2 separate regions of the Mus musculus genome follow, and region 1 is linked to region 2. A link is a contact called in public promoter capture Hi-C data. All regions are on one chromosome and are shown on one strand. The core of a region is the stretch at or near the end of the contact, and the rest is flanking DNA. Distances in the headings are between cores, read along the strand shown.

Evidence for each region. Promoter capture Hi-C pulls out the DNA fragments that hold promoters and counts their contacts.
Region 1: a contact with region 2 is called in a promoter capture Hi-C map of pre-B cells. The contact joins the promoter of Atp1a1 here to the promoter of Bcl9 in region 2. A contact is called at or near these places in 2 of 39 promoter capture datasets (cranial neural crest and pre-B cells).

Annotation. Positions count from the first base shown.
Region 1 is chr3:101,602,852-101,606,770 of GRCm38.p6, reverse strand. Atp1a1 (ATPase, Na+/K+ transporting, alpha 1 polypeptide) reads left to right here and starts at 2,064. Exons shown (of 23, transcript NM_144900.2): 1 at 2,064-2,368. The coding sequence starts at 2,357.
Region 2 is chr3:97,225,852-97,229,756 of GRCm38.p6, reverse strand. Bcl9 (B cell CLL/lymphoma 9) reads left to right here and starts at 2,393. Exons shown (of 10, transcript NM_029933.4): 1 at 2,393-2,539.

The DNA of each region.
Region 1 (3,919 bases), core at 815-3,314, 4.4 Mb before region 2:
CTTGCTCTATAGACCAGGCTGGCCTCGAACTCAGAGATCTGCCTGCTTCTACCTTCTGAGTGCTGGGATTAAAGGCATGCACCACCATCACCTTTACTTGGTTCTCTACCCATATCCACAACTCTCCACTTCAACAAGGCAGAGTCTTTCCATCTCTTTTTCCATGGGGAGTTGGTTCTATGTTCAGACACCAAAGTATGAAGTTCAAAGATAGTTTAAGTTTCCAAATTCAAAGCAACCCACACAACACACACACACAAAATGGGGGACAGTTTTGCTGCTCCATTTGGAGCCATGTAAGAACTCCAGGACAGGTTAAAAACTATTGTATGAAGTCAAGAGCAAAATACAGGGTTTAATTAGACGTCCATACTTATTTTGCCCTTTCTCCATCCTTGAACACAACTAGAAACCCAGGGTCTCCTGAGAGGCTGTCAGCACCCCAAGCTGCAAGGAAGCAGCTGTGGAGATAAAGCAGCGTCTTGACCTATCAGACTTATCTTGATGAGTGAGTGGATGAGTAAGGAGGACCACAGCCCAAGCATGTGCTTTCTGTATTTTAGTTGTTGTGTTTTCCCATTTAGATCAGAGCCTATAGGCAATTCATCTTAAAGTAAGGTCTTCAGCAAGCAAAGCCTGCTGCACAGTGGCAGTGATCTGCCATGCACAGGAATGCACTTTCTTAAGTCTAGCTAACACTCTGTGACCTCCAGTTGAACTAACAGGGCTGGTACTGGTACTCTGGATTTGAAGGGTCTTTCCCCAGAATCGTGATTTTAAATTTTGCTTATAGTTTCCTCTTCTCTCTAAGCCCCAAACTGATTTAATCAAGTTCTGTAGATCACTGGAAGAGATAAAGGCTGCCTTCTGCTATAAGCAACAGTTGTATAAGCAACCGTTGTTTCTAAGAAGTACTGAGAATTGCTCTATGGAGGAACTGATAACACAGTGCCTAGATGTTTGGGTGTTTCTCCTTCCCTTACCCTCTGCCCACCCCCACCTATTTTTTGCAAGCTCTACATCCTACAAAGCATTGACACTTGAAGTTGATAGGTCTATATCTAAGAAGTTAGTGTTTTCCTTACTTCTAGGTATTTTCAGAGATGGAAATCGAGTTTCTCTTCTGAATCCTAAGCTTTCCCAGACTGCTTGCTTTCCTGAGATTGGTAAGAACAACAACAAATACTTTGTTGTTTCTGATGTTAAGTTTCAGCCATCACAGCGCCTGCTTAGCCACTGAAACTAGAAGCCCCGCCCTGCAACTCTGCCAGGCCAAGAGTGGGATGCGACTGGCTGGAAGTGAGTCTGATGAGACCCTCAAGGTAACCACGGATGCTGTGGATGCTGTTCTTCAAAATGCTTGAGCCACCTCTTTTACTAAAGATGGGTGTTCTTTTGGGTTTTAGGTTTCTCTGCCATAAAAAGGAGAAACTCTCCAACAAACAGTTTAATCCCCCCTCCTCTTTTGCAAGATTTCATTCATACAGTGCTGTGAATGAATTTCTTACTGACTTTTTTTTTTTATATAGTCATTTGGGGGTCATAAGGGAAGGGAAATGTAAGTGATGCGCGCACGCGCGCGTGTGTATATGTCCTGAAGCATTTCTCTAGTGGTGGAGTGAGAGGACCCCAGGACGAAGGAATCAAAGGGAAAGCACCATCCGCCGCCGCCGAAGGATGCCGGCCTGGATTCTGCAGAGAGGAATCCCTCGGAGTCGTGCAGCTGCTGTCCAACCCCGGCCCCTCGAGACCCCAGAAAAGCTACGCTGAGCAAGTAGACTAGCCCCGACTGCGCCGCACCCACTGTGGACCTTCCGCACCCTACTCCGCAGGCTGCTCACTCAAGTCCCCAGTGTTCTGCAGGCGGGAGCGCTCCGTAGCCCTTGAGAGACCCAGACACCCGCGTCCTGGGCACCGGCGCCCTCCTGCCGGGAGCCCAGGGCAGGCAGTCGCTAGCGCGGTCTGGGCCCGGCTGGGAGGGGTTAGAGGCGGAGGCGGAGCTAGCTGGAGCCGGTGTCAGGTTGCTCCGGTAACGGTGACGTGCACGCGTGGGCGGAGCCATCACGCAGGTTGCATATTTTAGGAAGTGAGGAGGAGGCACGGGCTCGAGCTGCGGCTGGGTCTGGGGCGCGGAGCCTCGGCGGGAGGAGGCGGACACGTGGCAGCGGCGGCAGCAGCGGCGGCAGCAGCGGCGGCCTCGGTCCGGGGCGCCGGCCGTCCTCCCTCTTTCCTCCCGCGGCAGCCCTAGTTCCCGCCTCTCGGCTCCCCCGGCTCCGCTCTCCCGGCCGGGAGCTGCTCTCTTCTCTTTCTAGTCTCCAGCAACAGGACCCGGCGCGGGGCCCGCAGCGCCGCCACCATGGGGAAGGGGGTGAGTGTCTGGCGAGCCCGGGCCCCGGGCGGGGGCGCGGGAGGAAGCGGCTTAGAGACCGGGCTCTCGGCAATGGAGGGGCGGGTGCTGAGCGCGGGCAGCGGCCCGGGAGGAGGAGCACCCGGGGCGGCATCTCTGAGCCGGGCGCCTGCCCTGCCTGAGCCCTCTGGTCGCCTTCACCGCGCGCCTTGCGCTTCCTTTCTCCCTCCTCCCACCGTGCCCAGGGGAAGGAGCGCTCCTCCCCTTCCCCCGGGGAGCTCCGACAGGGCCCCCTCGCGGTGGCGGTCCTCGCCGCGGCCCGGCGCCGGCGAGGGCAGCCTCCGGGTCGAGACTCCCTTCTCCTGGAGGCGCTGGGGCTCGGCCAGCTCCCCGCAGAGGCGACCGCCCTCCCCCAAAGGAAAAAAACTGGCTTCCCCTTAGGCCGAACCAGCCCAGCGAAGCTGGTGCCAGAAAGGGTGTGACTTCACAGCCCAAAGATAGCCTTTAAGGTATACTTTTGAGAGCTTTAAAATGGGCCACTGTCCATAACAGGATGTGCCTTTGGTAACTGGTGTTATCGTCTTAACGACGGGGAGGGGTGTGTTGTTTTATGTCGGAGCACAATTCTTAAATGGGGCCAGGCTGACCCTTCAGGGCCGCAGGGTACTGTCAATCTAACAAAGGACTGGAGACTGGGCAGTTGATGGTGTTAGAAAAGCCATGCGGGTTTCCTGCACTGCTGTCTCACCCGAGAGCGGTTCCCGAAGAGAATGAGGGAATCGGGCACGAACAACACTGAGTTCCCACCTCGGTTACTGCTGTCCACCTCGGAAGAGTTAGTTCTTGACCTCAAAGTAGCAGATTAAAAACTTAAAAAAATAACCCTGAAAATATCAGTTCCTAGCTTGAAAAAGCACCAGTCATGAGAATACAGGTGGGAGAGTCCATTCCACCCTTTTCAGGGCTGACCAAGCAGACAAGCTGTAGACACTGCAGGTCCTAAGGCACCCGGGTATATACTGGATGGAGCCAGAGGGAAGCACATTCTTTGGAGACTTGAAAGAGATGATTATAAGACGTGGGCCAGGAAGAGAGAATAGAGACCCCGATAGTGCCCAGTGTGGGCTGGTCGGCGTATGCAGCATCCTAGCAAAGAACTGATTCCCTCCTGGCCTCCACTTTCCACGATGGAAACCGGATCTATGTGTCACACCATCCTACATGCCATCCAAGCCGTTCCTATAAACCATTTATTCCTTAAAGCCCCATCTTTTATCTCCTATCCCTTCGAAAAGTATCTTTGTCATTTGGAGACCTTGAGCGGCTTTTAGGAAGTTCAAAGCCTAGGAAGGTGAAGTGACTTGTTCAAGGTCAAACGGTTGTTTAGTGGCAACAGGTGCTGAACAACCTGTTGCTCTCAGCTTACACATAACATCTGCCTCTGAAGCATCATTTTGTGTGCAGAACTCTGAAGTTATCCTCCAGAAGAAATTGGGGTGTTTATAATAATAAATAATCCAGGAGGACGTTTAAGTCAGAGTTATGCCTTTAGGCCTAGGACAGAGGCACTCA
Region 2 (3,905 bases), core at 1,144-3,643:
TCATGCTGGCTGGTATTATGTCAACTTGACACAGCTAGAGTTATCTTAAAGGAAGAACTCAATTGAGAAAATGCCTCCATAAGATTCAGCTGTAAGGCATTTCTTAATTAATGGTTGACTGGAGAGAGCCCAGCCCATTATGGCTGGTGCCATCCCTGGTCTGGTGGTCCTGGGGTCTATAAGAAAGCAGGCTGAGCAAGCCATGGGAGGCAAGGCAGTAAGCAGCATACCTGGAAGTTACTGTATCGGCTCCTGCCTTCAGGTTCCTGCCCTGTTTGAGTTCCTGTCCTGACCTCCTTCAGTGATGGTCTACAATGTGGAAGTGTAAACCAAATAAGCCCTTTCCTCCCCAACTTACTTTTGGTCATGATGTTTCATCACAGCAACAGAAATCCTAATGAGGACAGAAGTATTTTGGCAGTGGTTTTCTTTTAGAGGAATCCAATCTATATGAGTCAAGACCCTTCCCTTACATTAGCAATCCCAAATACTCTTACATACTTCTAGTTTGATTGTCTTTTCTCATAGTCACACGTGATCTTTTCTCTTTTAGAGAGGTTCGTAGCTATGTGGAATCTAATTTCTAAAGCCAAAAGTTGACAGCTCCCTACCCCCAAACCCTTCAACTTTATTTCTTACGTGGACTCAATTTGCTCTCAGGTTTATATCATTTAGACCTACCTGACTCTCTTTTAAACTTATAAACTCAGTCTCAAAGAGAAAATATCTTGCCACAGTTGTTCAGATTCTAAGCCAGGGAGAAACTGTATGGAAACCCATATGGCCAGTTGTGAGTTTTGCGAAGATTGGAAAGTAGTGAGTGAACTTTATTATTTAGCGTTCTATTATATACCATCCTTTACGACAGCACTGCTCCTTAAAAGGGTACCACAGGAAGGTTCCCTATTTTATATAGAGAAAAGCGGAGGCAGTAGTGGCTGTCCTGGTTAAACCCATGTAGGTCTTTTGGCTATGTTGCTTGCTTCCATCTTCGGGGAGACTGTACATTCTCAGGTACACAGAATCCACTTAACTGTTAGAAACGCTTTGGACCAGTGCACAGAGTTGCAGGAGAATCCTTAAGATCAACTCCGCAAAGTACAAACTCGAAGATTAGTAGGGTTTTGTGGGGAGGGCAGACAGTAACGATGGCTGGTCAAGGCAGTAACACGGCCCCACAAAATAAGGATAACAGGAATCTGAGCAAGGCGCATTAACCAAGATGTGAAAAAGTGCTACCTAATGAGCTAACATCTAACTTCACAGGGGTAGTGCTGAACGCGTCGCCCTCGAATTCTCAACATCAAAGCTCTTCCAAAAAATAAAATTAAGTGAGTGATACTGTGGTTGGGAGAAGACCTGGAGGCCGGGGCAGAAGGTGCTCTCTGGAAACCATAGGTAGTGCTGGCCAGGCAGGGCGGGGCGGGGCAGGGCCCGAGGTGAAGGAGACCTTGCTCTAGCCACAGCGCCAGCAGGACCCCAGAGAGTCTGTTCTGGGAAGAGGGAGAAGAGTGCAAGCCGAGGGGACCAGCTTTCCAGAGGGAAGAAAGCCCTCACGGGCAAAGGTAGAGTGGACACCTAGGGGCGGATGGGTGGGCTGGGGGAAGCAAGGCGGAATCGCAGTGGAGAGGTGCGAGGAGGTGGCATGAAGACTGAAGACTAGGCCCGACCCTGAACGGCGGGCGAGTGAAGGAAGATCGGTTCCTTCTGCAGCTCCCAGTTAGTTTCTGTCAAAGATGGCTAAATTCCACTCTGCCCTTCCCCCTCCCGCGCCTTTTCTAATCCCCTTCGGTGGCTCCAGTACTGCTGGAGGCCATGGGGAGTCTGGGTGAATGAGCGCCGGGAGGAGGGTGAGGAAGGAAGAGAACCTCCCCGCCGCACCACCCGCCCCGTGGGTCCTGCAGGAGGATCTTTTAGTTGAAAAAGAGGGTTCTGTGGCTTTAAACCGGGGAGTGGGCGTCACCGCGGGGGGACCCGGTGACTAGCCGGGGCGGGGTTGGATGGGAGGGGTCATGCAAAGCAGAAGGCGGTGCCGTCGGGGCGGGGCCGTGGGTGGGCGGGGCGCGGGCGGCTTCTCTTGAGCCAGGCGCGGGAGGGGGCGGAGGCCGCGGCGGGCTGGTACCATCGATCGCCTTCGGGGAGGGGGACGGGTGCCATTCCCCCGGAGGGGGCGGGCCCTGGCGGCGGCGGGGCCAGGGCCCCATTCCCCGCCGGGCGGGCCGGGGGAGGGGCGCGCCTCCGCTCGCGTCCGAGGCGGGGCCCGCGGTACCTTTCGTGGCACGGTGCGGCTGGGGGAGGGTCGAGGGGAGGGGGAAGGGGCGGGCCTGGGAGGGGGAGCCGGAAAGGGGGAGGCACCGGCGGACAATGGAGCCTATGTGTGCCTGCGGGAGTGGGACGGCGCCGCCGCCGCCGCTGCCGCCGCCGGGGGGAGACGCTGCGCTGCTGCTGCCGCTGGTCCGGGCCCCGGCCCCCCGGGGCTGAGAGCAGCCGGGGACCGCAGCTCCCGCCCGCGCTCGCCCCTCCCCCTCTCCGGCCCGGGGTAAGTGGCCCCGGGGAGGGGGAGGGGCGGGCCGGCGCGGCGGGGGCCGGGTCCGCGTGCGCGTGTGGCCGGGGGGCCTCCGGGGGTCGGGGCGCTGGCTTGGCGAGTTGAGTCTGGAGGAACCTGTTGGGGGAGGCGGGGGAGCCTCGGGAGCTATGGGAGAGACCGGGGCATCTCTCGGGGTTTTAGAGGTTGTGTCCCAAAGCTGTGCTTGGAGAGGTTACCTGAGGGGAGATGACCGTCTCGGGGTCTTGGGATGGAGGGGCGATGGAGAGGAAAGAGCGCGCGAAATTAGGAATTTCGGGTTGAGTTTGTAAGACCCGGGAGATGCGTAGAGGGGAGAAAGGGGACTCCGCAGGCCAGTGACTTGTTGAAGGGTTGGGGGAGGTGAAAGCCTAGAGGAATGTCTTGAGTTGTAAAGGGTTCCAGCAGGTGAGTTGGCGACGAATGAGTTAGGTCACTGAGTCATTGTGAGGGTCGTAGAACACACCAGTGGTTTTCAAATTGGAACCCTAGAGGCTGGCTGGCCTTTGAAAGTTGCAAAGACTATTAAGATGTCACTGGTAAGTGTTGGGTGAGCTTGGTGAAATGGAGTTATCCTAAGGAAAACAAGTCGCAGAGTTGGTGGTTAGTCCAGAGGGAAGGACCACGGCCTGTAGTAGTACTGCTGGGAACGTTATGTTAAAGCTGCCAAGGATGAGAAAGAAAGCTTGAAATCTGTCCCCCAAGAGCCTTAGTCTGCTGGAGGTAAGGAAGGGCGTTTTTTTAAATGTTAAAAGAGTTATTCTGAGGCCAAGATTGGAGTCAAAGTCATTAGGTAGGGTAGTGAAATGGATGCAAATATGCCTCTGTGGACATAATCCAAGGCAGGATGCAGTGGATACAGAGTTACACTTTAGTTAAAGCAAGAACAAGTCACCCCCTGACAGTGACGTCAGCGGCCATGTAAAAAGTCAATTTGATGGTGCATTTGTTAGCGTTTGATAAACTGTGGAATTAAATGGTTATTTTGGCGACAGAGACCTGGGCTCTTGTGTAGGGAACACAGTGATGAATTAGTTACAGGAGGTGAGGAGTAGGTAGTGAAATAGTCAAGATGTTGGGAGGTAAGACTTGTTTAGAACCTGTGACTTGGAGGCTTTTAAGTCTGGTTGGTTTGAAAGTTTTTGACTGGACACTAGTCACCAGGGAGTTTATCATGAAGAAGTGTTTGTGTGCAAATCTGATGGTCCTGGGGACCAGTAACAAAGTCTTCTCTCTTCTCTTGAAAAGGCCTATACTATTGACAGGGATGGACTAAGAAGAGGGTCTCTTAGTTCCGGTGTTGCAAACATGCTTTGAGGAATGTATGAGTGTGTATATGACA